Regions from separate parts of the Sus scrofa genome. Here region 2 is linked to region 1. A link is a contact called in public Hi-C data. All regions are on one chromosome and are shown on one strand. Each heading gives the region's core, a stretch centred on a gene start, on an enhancer-like site or on the middle of the called end of the contact. The rest is flanking DNA. Distances are from core to core; before and after follow the strand shown.

Region 1 (4,429 bases), core at 1,632-4,131:
GTTAGGGGTCCAATCGGACCTACAGCTGTCAGCCTACGCCAGAGCCACAGCAACGTGGGATACGAGCCACATCTGCGACCCACACCACAGCTCACGGCAATGCTGGATCCTTAACCCACTGAACAAGGCCAGGGATCGAACCTGCATCCTCACAGATGCTAGTTGGGTTGGTTACCTGCTGAGCCACATTGGGAACCCCCCGCTTGCCACCTTTCTGACCTCACCCCCCTTTGCACTCTGCTGGGTTCAGGGGGCCGACTTAGTGCTCCTCAAACGGGCCCAGCCTTAGGGAGTGCTGCCCCCTGGAAGGAGAAGGCCAGAGGTCCCCGCGCAGACAGCCCGGCCACTTGCCCCTGCTTTATGGTTTCTCATCAGCTCTTGGCACCGTCTTATCAGCTCCATATGTTTATCTTCTTTGTTTTCTGTCTATCCACTTTAGTGTCCGCTCCGTGAGGGCCAGGACTGTCCCCAGCACTAGGAACAGGGTCTGGCTGAATGGATGAATGCGAGGCGGCCCTCCCGGCCTCACAGGGCTACAGCAAGGACTTCATGACACAACCAGCCGCCATGCCCCTAGTGCATTTCTCCCCACAGCCTGCTTTCTCCCACGCCCTACTTGGGCTCCTTCGGCTCTCAAGACACCTCCTCCGGGAGGCCCTCCAGAGCCGCAGACCCAGGTTCCCTGGCTCACACCCTGCTCTTTGCCCTCTCACCACCGCTGTGCTGTAACAAAGGTGTGCAGTTCATCGCTTTCTCTCTCTCCCTTCTGCTGGAACAGAAACCACTTGGGGAGAGAAGCGGCCCTGCCTTAGTCCCAGCTACGTCCCCTACCTGGAACCGTGGCCAGGACAGCAGAGCACATGTCTGCAAAGAGCAAGGATCCTGGAAGCTGCCTGGGACCCATCCTGAGGCTGCCCCTTGCCAACTGTGTGCCCCTGGGCATGGTCCACACCTAAGCCTGTTTTCCCATCGGTAAACCTGGGATGATTAAAAACTCTTTCTTACAAAGGTGAGGGTGAAAACTAAATGGGATCACCAAGGGAGGGTGTTTCCCATGGCTCGCAGCACCTTAAATGCTCAATAAATGATCACGATTTATGGCTGGTGCTTGACAAATATTTATCAACAGGGAACGAAGGGTCCCAGGGTAGGGAGTAGACACCTGGACACGGACCCGGACCCGGACCCAGACCCGGACCTGTTGGCTCACTGGTCTCCAGAGCCAGAGGGAGCACAGAGCTTTTAGACTAGTGGGTCTCAGCCAAGTCACAACTTGCTAGAATGTCACAATCCATCAGGAGGCAGCTGTCCAAAGTTCAGTTATTAGTAATATAAGCAGAGGCAAAGTCTGGCCTTTCTGAGCTTAGCTCTGCACCTCAAGTGACTCAACTCCAAATCCTGTTTCTGCCATCTTCTGCCTTGAACAAAGTTTTGAGAACCTCTCTGAGCCACAGTTACAATAGGGCTGGCACCTTAGAAATTGCTCTGTGGGTACTGAGAGCATAAACGTAATAGGCCACAGTGCTTGGCACAGGGGAAGCAATTAAGAAATGTTTTCTGGGAGTTCCATCGTGGCGCAGTGGTTAACGAATCCGACTAGGAACCATGAGGTTGCGGGTTCGGTCCTGCCTTGCTCAGTGGGTTAACGATCTGGCGTTGCGTGAGCTGTGTGTAGGGTGCAGACAAGGCTCGGATCCCGCGTTGCTGTGGCTGTGGCGTAGGCCGGTGGCTACAGCTCCGATTAGACCCTAGCCTGGAACTCCATATGCCGTGGAGCGGCCAAGAAATAGCAACAACAGCAGCAACAACAACAAAAGACAAAAAAAAAAAAAAAAAAAAAAATGTTTCTTTTGGCCACTCCAATAGCATGTGGAAGTTTCTGGGCTAGGGATTGAACCCACGCCACAGCAGCAACCAGAGCCATGGCAGTGACAACTCCAGGTCCTTAACCCACTGAGCCACCAGGGAACTCCCAAAGTAACCAATGGATTATATAAACCATAAGTTACAGGTATATCGCAAATAATGTCTGTCATCATCTTGCTCATTCATATTTTGATATGCTTTCCTGAGTGAAAAAAGCCTCAGCGAGTACTATTAGCAGGGATGTCTAAAGGTCTTTTTAAAGTTAGGTACTGAAATATGATGTAGCCCCTCTCAGTTACCCATATCCTGCCTTTGTGCTGGGGCTGCTTCAGGGAAATCAACCCCAAAGGGGGCATGTTCTCTGCTGACGAGGTCAGGAGCAGGTACAGGCTGCTTCACGCTTTTCAGAGCCACTGTGGAAGGTGCTGGGCCTGTAGTACCCTGAGACCTGGGAGGCATCGTGAGGCCCGCTCTCATGGCCCACGTCCAATCTATCAGCATATCCCAGTGGCTTTATTTAACTCTTAAGGGAAAGGACATTCCTGGGAGGTAGGAGGGCCTGAGAATTTCAGGCTGCCAACCCCAAGTGGTACTGCAGCAGGCTGGAGGCCTACAGCCACCCAGCAGGGCACCCAGTTGGGCAGTGCCAAGCCCAGAGGGCAAAGGGCACAGGAGCGGGGTGGGGGCTCACCCTGGATGGTCCTCTTGAAGAAGGCTTTGCAGGCCTCACAGGATGCCACACCATAGTGGTAGCCGGAGGCCACGTCCCCACAGACCAGGCAGAGGCGTTTGGGCAAGGAGCTGAGCACCAGCTTCCCACTACCCTGCTCGCCAGGCCCAGCCCCCTCCCCATCCTCCTCCTCCTTGTGGCCTGGGAGGCAGCGGGTGGGAGCTGGGCCAGGGGCCAGGGCCACGGGGGGCTCAGTCTCGGTCTCCGAGGAACCTTTGGGGCTGTCAGGGCTGGCTGGCTCTGCCTTGATGTAGAGAGGCTCGATGCCCACCACCTGGCTGGACATGGCGCTGGTCACCTGCGGGAAGAGACCCGTCAGGTCACAGAGAGGCTGGGATGGGGGATGGAGAACCCTGTCACCCTGGTTGCCCAACCCTGGGCCTGGGGCCAGGTTCCAGGCTCAGTGAGAGGGAGGGAGGGGGGGCAGAGTCCAAGGAACGCTGCCCATGAAGAGGGCCCCCAGCTGTTGCCATGGGAACAGAGTCTCCAGAGCCTCCAGGGCCAGTAACACAGCAGGTTTCCCACTCAGGAGCCTGCTGGAGGCTCGGAAACCCCCTGCACCCACCCAGGACAAAGAAGAGCAGGACCTTAGCCCCTAAACAACCTTAAACCCATCTGGAATTCCAGTTTTCTCCACATGCTGGGGATCTCAGTGACCTCCCCACACCGCGGTATCCTCCGCGAAGGAGTGCAAACTGAGCCACACAAACTCAAGAGCAGTTGATGTGCTCACACCTGGGGTCTCAGGTGTCCTCACCCGCAGACACACTCTCACACACGATCACTCTGCTGGGCAGTGTCACACCTACACATGCCCCTTCCCAAACCCCAGCTCTCACTCATGCGCCCACGTGCTTTGGCACACTCCTCCAGAAGTACACACCTCATAACAGTCACACTCAAGGCTCATAATCCCACTTGCTCACAAACACTCTCACCATGCCCGCCCCCGCCCCCGACCCCAGCAGCACACACACAGGGACATAGACCTTCGTGGAAACACTTTCAGAGCCTTTCACATCTGACACATCTACCCCTCCAGCTACAGGCACACCAGCAGGCGTGGCTCCACCTCCTTGCACACCCCCCTCCCCCAGCACATTCACTCTTACAGTCCTGCTGTCGCAGAGGCCTCCTCCACGGGGCGCCCCGCCCCCCAACCTGCGCACACCTACGGGAAGTTGCCTAAAGTTGCTGCGCCTCCCCTCCCCCTCAGCCCGCGGGGGACCTCTATCAGGTTATCAGGAAGTAATGGGGGAGCGCAAAGGAGGAGGAAGTTCTCCCCAGCCAGTGAGATGACCTTTGACCCAGAGAGAAGGGTGGCCCAAAGCCCCTTCGAGCGCCCCCACGTGGTCTCCAAAGCCCCTTCCCAGGCCGGGAACCCTTCCCATCTTCCACCCCGACCCGCCCCTGGGACTTCGGCATGCTCCAGGTGCCGGACAGAAAAGAACCCTGCCCGGGGACTGGATCTGAGGCCCAAGCCTGACCCTGGCCAGGACCTGCTGCCCGAGCCAGAGCCAGCCCTGGTCCCACGCCGGCGTATTAAGACCTGGACGCCAGATCCCGCCCGGACCCTGACCCCATCTGGCTTTCAACTGGGTTCCGACCGTGACCCGGGCCGGTCCCGGAGCCGGACCCCGCCTGGAGCCCGCCCCCCGCCCGCCTCCCTGCCGCGCTCGCACATGGCCCCCGCGCCCCGCCCGCCCACCCCCAGCGGCGCTCCCCTCCGCCCCCGGACCTGGGGCTCCCGCAGGGCGGGCGGGCAGGCATGGGGGCCGAGCGGCCGGGAGCGCCGGGGTGAGCCGGGGGCCGCGGGCGGCCCCTCCTCCGCCG
Region 2 (4,600 bases), core at 716-3,215, 54 kb after region 1:
ATCTCAAAGGAAGCTGCACAACTTTGCGTGATGTGAGTCTAGACTTTGTGCCGGGGACCTGGGTACATGAGCTGAGTTCCATGTCTATCTGGCTGTGTGACTTAACGTTTGCGGTGCCGTCATTGAAACTTTCATGAATTTTCTTTTTTTCTTTCTTTCTTTCTCTCTTTTTTTTTTTTCCACCTTTGAGGACCACACTCCAGGCACATGGAGCTTCCTAGGCTAGGGGTCAAATTGGAGCTGCAGCCGCCAGCCTATGCCACAGCCACAAGCAAGTCCAGATTCAAGTCGTGTCTGCGACCTACAACACAGCTCACAGCGATGCCAGATCCTTAACCCACTGGGCAAGGCCAGGGATCGAACCCCCATCCTCATGGACGCTAGTCAGGTTCGTTTCCACTGAGCCACGACAAAACTCCTCATGAATTTTCTTATTTCACCTTTGCCGCAGCCTTAAAAGGAAATGGAGGCACAGAGGAAGACACTCATTCTTTCATTTGATCATTTGTTCAACTAGTAGTTATCAAACACTTACCACTAGTCCCTTCTAGGTGCTGAGATTTCAGCAAGAATCTGGTGATTTGCTGGATACGCGTGGGTGTGAAGCCCAGCAGGCTCGCTCAGTCATGGGCATCAGCAGTAAACAAGGCCAGGCAGATCCTAGCCTCATGGAGCTCACAATCAAGATATGGGAGACAGACAATGAACAAATGACTGAGAGAGACTATTCAAAGATATAGACAATCCAACCCGGTGTGGGGATGAGATGCACGGTCTGCATAAAGGCCAGGTAAGGGGCCTGTGAGATCTGAAGGACAGAAGTCACAGGGCGAAGATCTTCAGGAGAGCAAGGTGCCCTCATGCTGGAACCGACTATGTGGAACCAACTGTAGGAATTCTTATTAGCATGTTTATTACTATCTTTGTTTTGGTACCGGCTCCCCATTTCCAGCTCTTTACGCTGCAGCTTGTAAACACAGAGGTTGCTGGATGCGGGGGACCGCGCCCTGTGAAAGACACCAGCCCTGGTGGGGGGCGCTGCAAAGGAGTTCGGCGCTTCCCCGCCCCGGTTCCGCCGCGGGGGAGGGGCAGACATGCGGAGCCGAACCCTGTGAACTACATTTCCCATAATTCGTTCCCCGCCATCTTGGCCGGTGGGCGGTGGCTGCCTGGGGTCTGGACCTTCGAGTCACCAGGCCGGCACAGCTCACCCCCAACCCAGGCCTCCTTCGTGGGGAGGTGCAGAACCCAGACGAGTAGGGTGTCCCGTGACCTGGGCAGCTCCTGTCGCCTTCTCCACTCCTCTACCCCCGGGAACCCGGTCCACGTGTCTGTCCGACTCTGCCCCCAGTTGGCCAAGAGCCGGAGCACCCAAAAGTCGGGAGCTCCCACGTCTCTCCCTTGGACCTCTGCCCTGTGCGCGATGCTCACTATCTGCCCCCCATTTTCAGACGGCCCCTGTTTTTGCTTCAATGAGGACAGTACAGTAGGGACCCCGCAGGGGTGCAAATCCTGGTACAGGAAGGTTAAAAGGGGCAGGAAGGTTAAAAGGGTGAGCGGACAGCTAGGTCCAAATCTCTAGAGACTAGACCCTCCCCCAGCCCCTGTCCCGGAGCGGGGTAGTGGTGAGGGGCCCGCTTCAGGACTGGCCCTTTAAGGGGGTGTGGTCGGGGGGCGGGGGAAGCGATCGAGACAGAGAAAGCTGCTTCGGCGGCGGCGGCTCGGGCGGCGGCCGCGGGGGACAAAGGGCGGGCGGATCGGAGGGGAGGGGGCGGGGCGCGGCCAGGCCAGGCCCGGGGGCTCCGCATGCTGCAGCTGCCCCCGGGCACCCCCGCCGCCGCCCTCGCCGCGGAGCTGCGCGGAGTGGAGCTCGAGACCTAACCCGAGCCAGCGGCCCGGAGCCAGCCGGCGGGCGTCCCGGAGGCGGCGGCGCAGGGAGGGGCCGGACGCTCGCACGTGGCCCCGGCGGCCGCCATGGCGGACAGCGGCCCCGCGGGGGGCGCGGCGTTGGCGGCCCCGGCCCCGGGGCCGGGCAGTGGTGGCGCAGGGCCCCGCGTCTACTTTCAGAGCCCCCCTGGGGCAGCGGGCGAGGGTCCGGGAGGCGCGGACGACGAGGGCCCAGTGAGACGCCAAGGGAAGGTCACGGTCAAGTACGACCGCAAGGAGCTACGGAAGCGCCTCAACCTGGAGGAGTGGATCCTGGAGCAGCTCACTCGCCTCTACGACTGCCAGGTGTGTCCCCCAGCCTGCGTCGACACCCTAAAATCGGTCCTGATCCGGGCCGCCTGGGATCCCCACCTTGAGCGCGCCTGTCACCGGGAGTCAATGGGCGTGCGCTCCCCTCCTCTCGGACTCCCCGCCCCCAATGTATGCTTTCTTGTCTGACCTAAGTCACTCCTTTCTTATCCGCTGCTTCAGACGCTGTCTCTTTTAATGTCACTCACTACCTGGTCAAGCTTGGGGTCCTTTAGAAGCCTCAAGGGATAGCCTGGGAAGTGGACAGGAGAGGCGAGCTAGCCTGGCTGGCAGTGGAAGGAGGTCTGCCTATTGCCTGTTAGCCTAGACTGATTAAAAGGCATCAGCCTGGTTGCTGGGGGTACGGGTGTTTCCTATTCTAATGGGCTAACCTGGAGCTTCTTGGCATGGGGGCAGGCTAGCCCACTCTCTGCGGTCTGGTTCTCCACCCCATGACTCCTTCCTTGCTCAAATGGTGACTCAGGCCCCTGAGGGGCAGGGTGGAGGAGTGGGCTTGTCCTGTGCTGCCTACCCTAGCCCAGCCCTGGAATGCAGCTGGCTCCAGACAGGAGAGATGCTTCCTGGGGGGGAGGGGTGGCAAGCACCCCCTCCCTCAGCAAAGCATGGGCTCTTTGTTTCCCTTTTACCAGGCTTGGGTCCTTCTCAGTGACCCCTCACCCTTCACTTCCTCCTCACTCCCGGGAAGCTGTGACAGGTGTTTGGGGGAGGGGAAGGGGCTGTGATGAGCTGGGACAGCTGGCCCCACCTGTGTTCTTTTTGAAATGGGGGGCCCGGAAGTTGGGAAGACACATCTGCAGGGTTCCCAGCCCAGGATCCCAGTCCTAGCTGTCTGGCACCCAGGGTGTCCAACGGGCAGAGACAGGAAGCTCCCCCCTAGCCCCCCCATTGGGCAGTTTGCCTTGGCACGGGCCTGATCTGTTTTCTTCCTCAGAGCAGCTGCCGCTGTCTGCTGGGCAAAGAGGGCTGGCTCCTCTGCAGCAGGGCAGGGGCCTCAGCCAGCGAGCCTGTCTCACCGAACTCAGGCTCTTCCTTGTCTCTCCCTCCTCCCCCATCCCCACCCCAGGAAGAGGAGATCCCGGAGCTGGAGATTGATGTGGATGAACTCCTGGACATGGAGAGCGATGATACCCGGGCTGCCAGGGTCAAGGTGAGGGGGGCGAGGGGGCAGCAGGGCCAGGTCAGGGGAGCAGGGCATAGAAGGCTACCTGGAGGCTCTGCCCCTTGGGTAAGCAAGCCTCTGAAGCCGGGCCTTCTTTGGTCTGAGTCAGCCAGCTCCATGATCTTGGACCTCTCAGCTTCTGCCTCTGTCAAATGAGGCCAATGGTACTTGCCCAGCTCTTCAGTAGCTGTGGCCTCTCCCGGTGCCTCAGGGGAGCCCTGGTGCCTAGGTGGATATAAGTGAACTCTAGGCTTGTGTTCTTTTTTTTTGGTCTTTTATCTCTTTAGGGCCACACCCACTGCATATGAAGGTTCCCAGGCTAGGGGTCTAATCAGAGCTGCAGCTGCCGGCCTACGCCAGAGCCACAGCAACAGCTCACAGCAATGTCAGATCCTTAACCCACTGAGCAAGACCAGGGATCAAACCCGCAACGTCATGGTTCCTGGTCGGATTCGTTTCTGCTGCGCCACGACGGGAACTCCCAGGCTTGTGTTCTTAAGACTCACAATTATACTTTCTCCCCTGCCCCGTTAGGAGCTGCTGGTTGACTGTTACAAACCCACTGAGGTAAGAAAGTGGTTTTCTCAGAGGGTGGGGTGAGAAGTCTGGGGTCCCGTCTCCTAAATGTTCTCCCTCCCTCCAGGCCTTCATCTCTGGCCTGCTGGACAAGATCCGGGGCATGCAGAAGCTGAGCACACCCCAGAAGAAGTAAGGGTCCTCGACCCAGGTGAATGGTGGCTCCCACAGGACAATCGCTGCCCCCCGACCTCGTAGCAACAGCAATACGGGGGGGCCCTGCGGCCAGGCCTGGTGCCATGAGCAGGGCTCCCCGTGCCCCTGGCCCAGGGGCCTTTTCCCTGCCCCCTCAGTTTTCCATTTTCGGGGTTTTTTATTATTATTAAACTGATGGGACTTTTTGTGTTTTTATATTGACTGCGGCGCGGGCCCTTTAATAAAGCTAGGCTACACCTTTGGTGCAGTTAACAGGCTCAGCTGGTCTCTTTTGGGGGGACACTGCTCCACTACTGCTGCCAGCTCAGCTTCTCCCCAGGTGACCCGCAGGCCTTCCTGAGGGCCACGTAGCCATGGCGATAGCCTGGTGCTGGCTCCCAGACCAGGAGCTGGAAGTGGCTAGGGAGCTGGGGGGAGTGGTGTTGCTGCTGGCAGGCAGGAACAGTCTTTTTT

What was found. A called contact is a pair of places that touch in the nucleus more often than the background predicts.
Region 2: a Hi-C map of skeletal muscle shows a contact between it and region 1, with 3 times the contacts expected there. The contact joins the promoter of PPP1R14B here to the promoter of ESRRA in region 1. A contact is called at or near these places in 3 of 5 promoter capture datasets (fetal liver and liver), 18 of 47 Hi-C or Micro-C datasets (alveolar macrophages, blood, embryonic fibroblasts and 10 more) and 2 of 2 datasets of contacts at active chromatin or transcription factors (alveolar macrophages and skeletal muscle).

Annotation. Positions count from the first base shown.
Region 1 is chr2:7,808,326-7,812,754 of Sscrofa11.1, forward strand. ESRRA (estrogen related receptor alpha) reads right to left here and starts at 2,882. Exons shown (of 6, transcript NM_001170521.1): 1 at 2,558-2,882. The coding sequence starts at 2,882.
Region 2 is chr2:7,863,480-7,868,079 of Sscrofa11.1, forward strand. It overlaps PPP1R14B (protein phosphatase 1 regulatory inhibitor subunit 14B), which reads left to right and starts at 1,966. Exons shown (of 4, transcript NM_214115.1): 1 at 1,966-2,232; 2 at 3,320-3,403; 3 at 3,950-3,982; 4 at 4,059-4,399. The coding sequence starts at 1,975. The coding sequence ends at 4,127.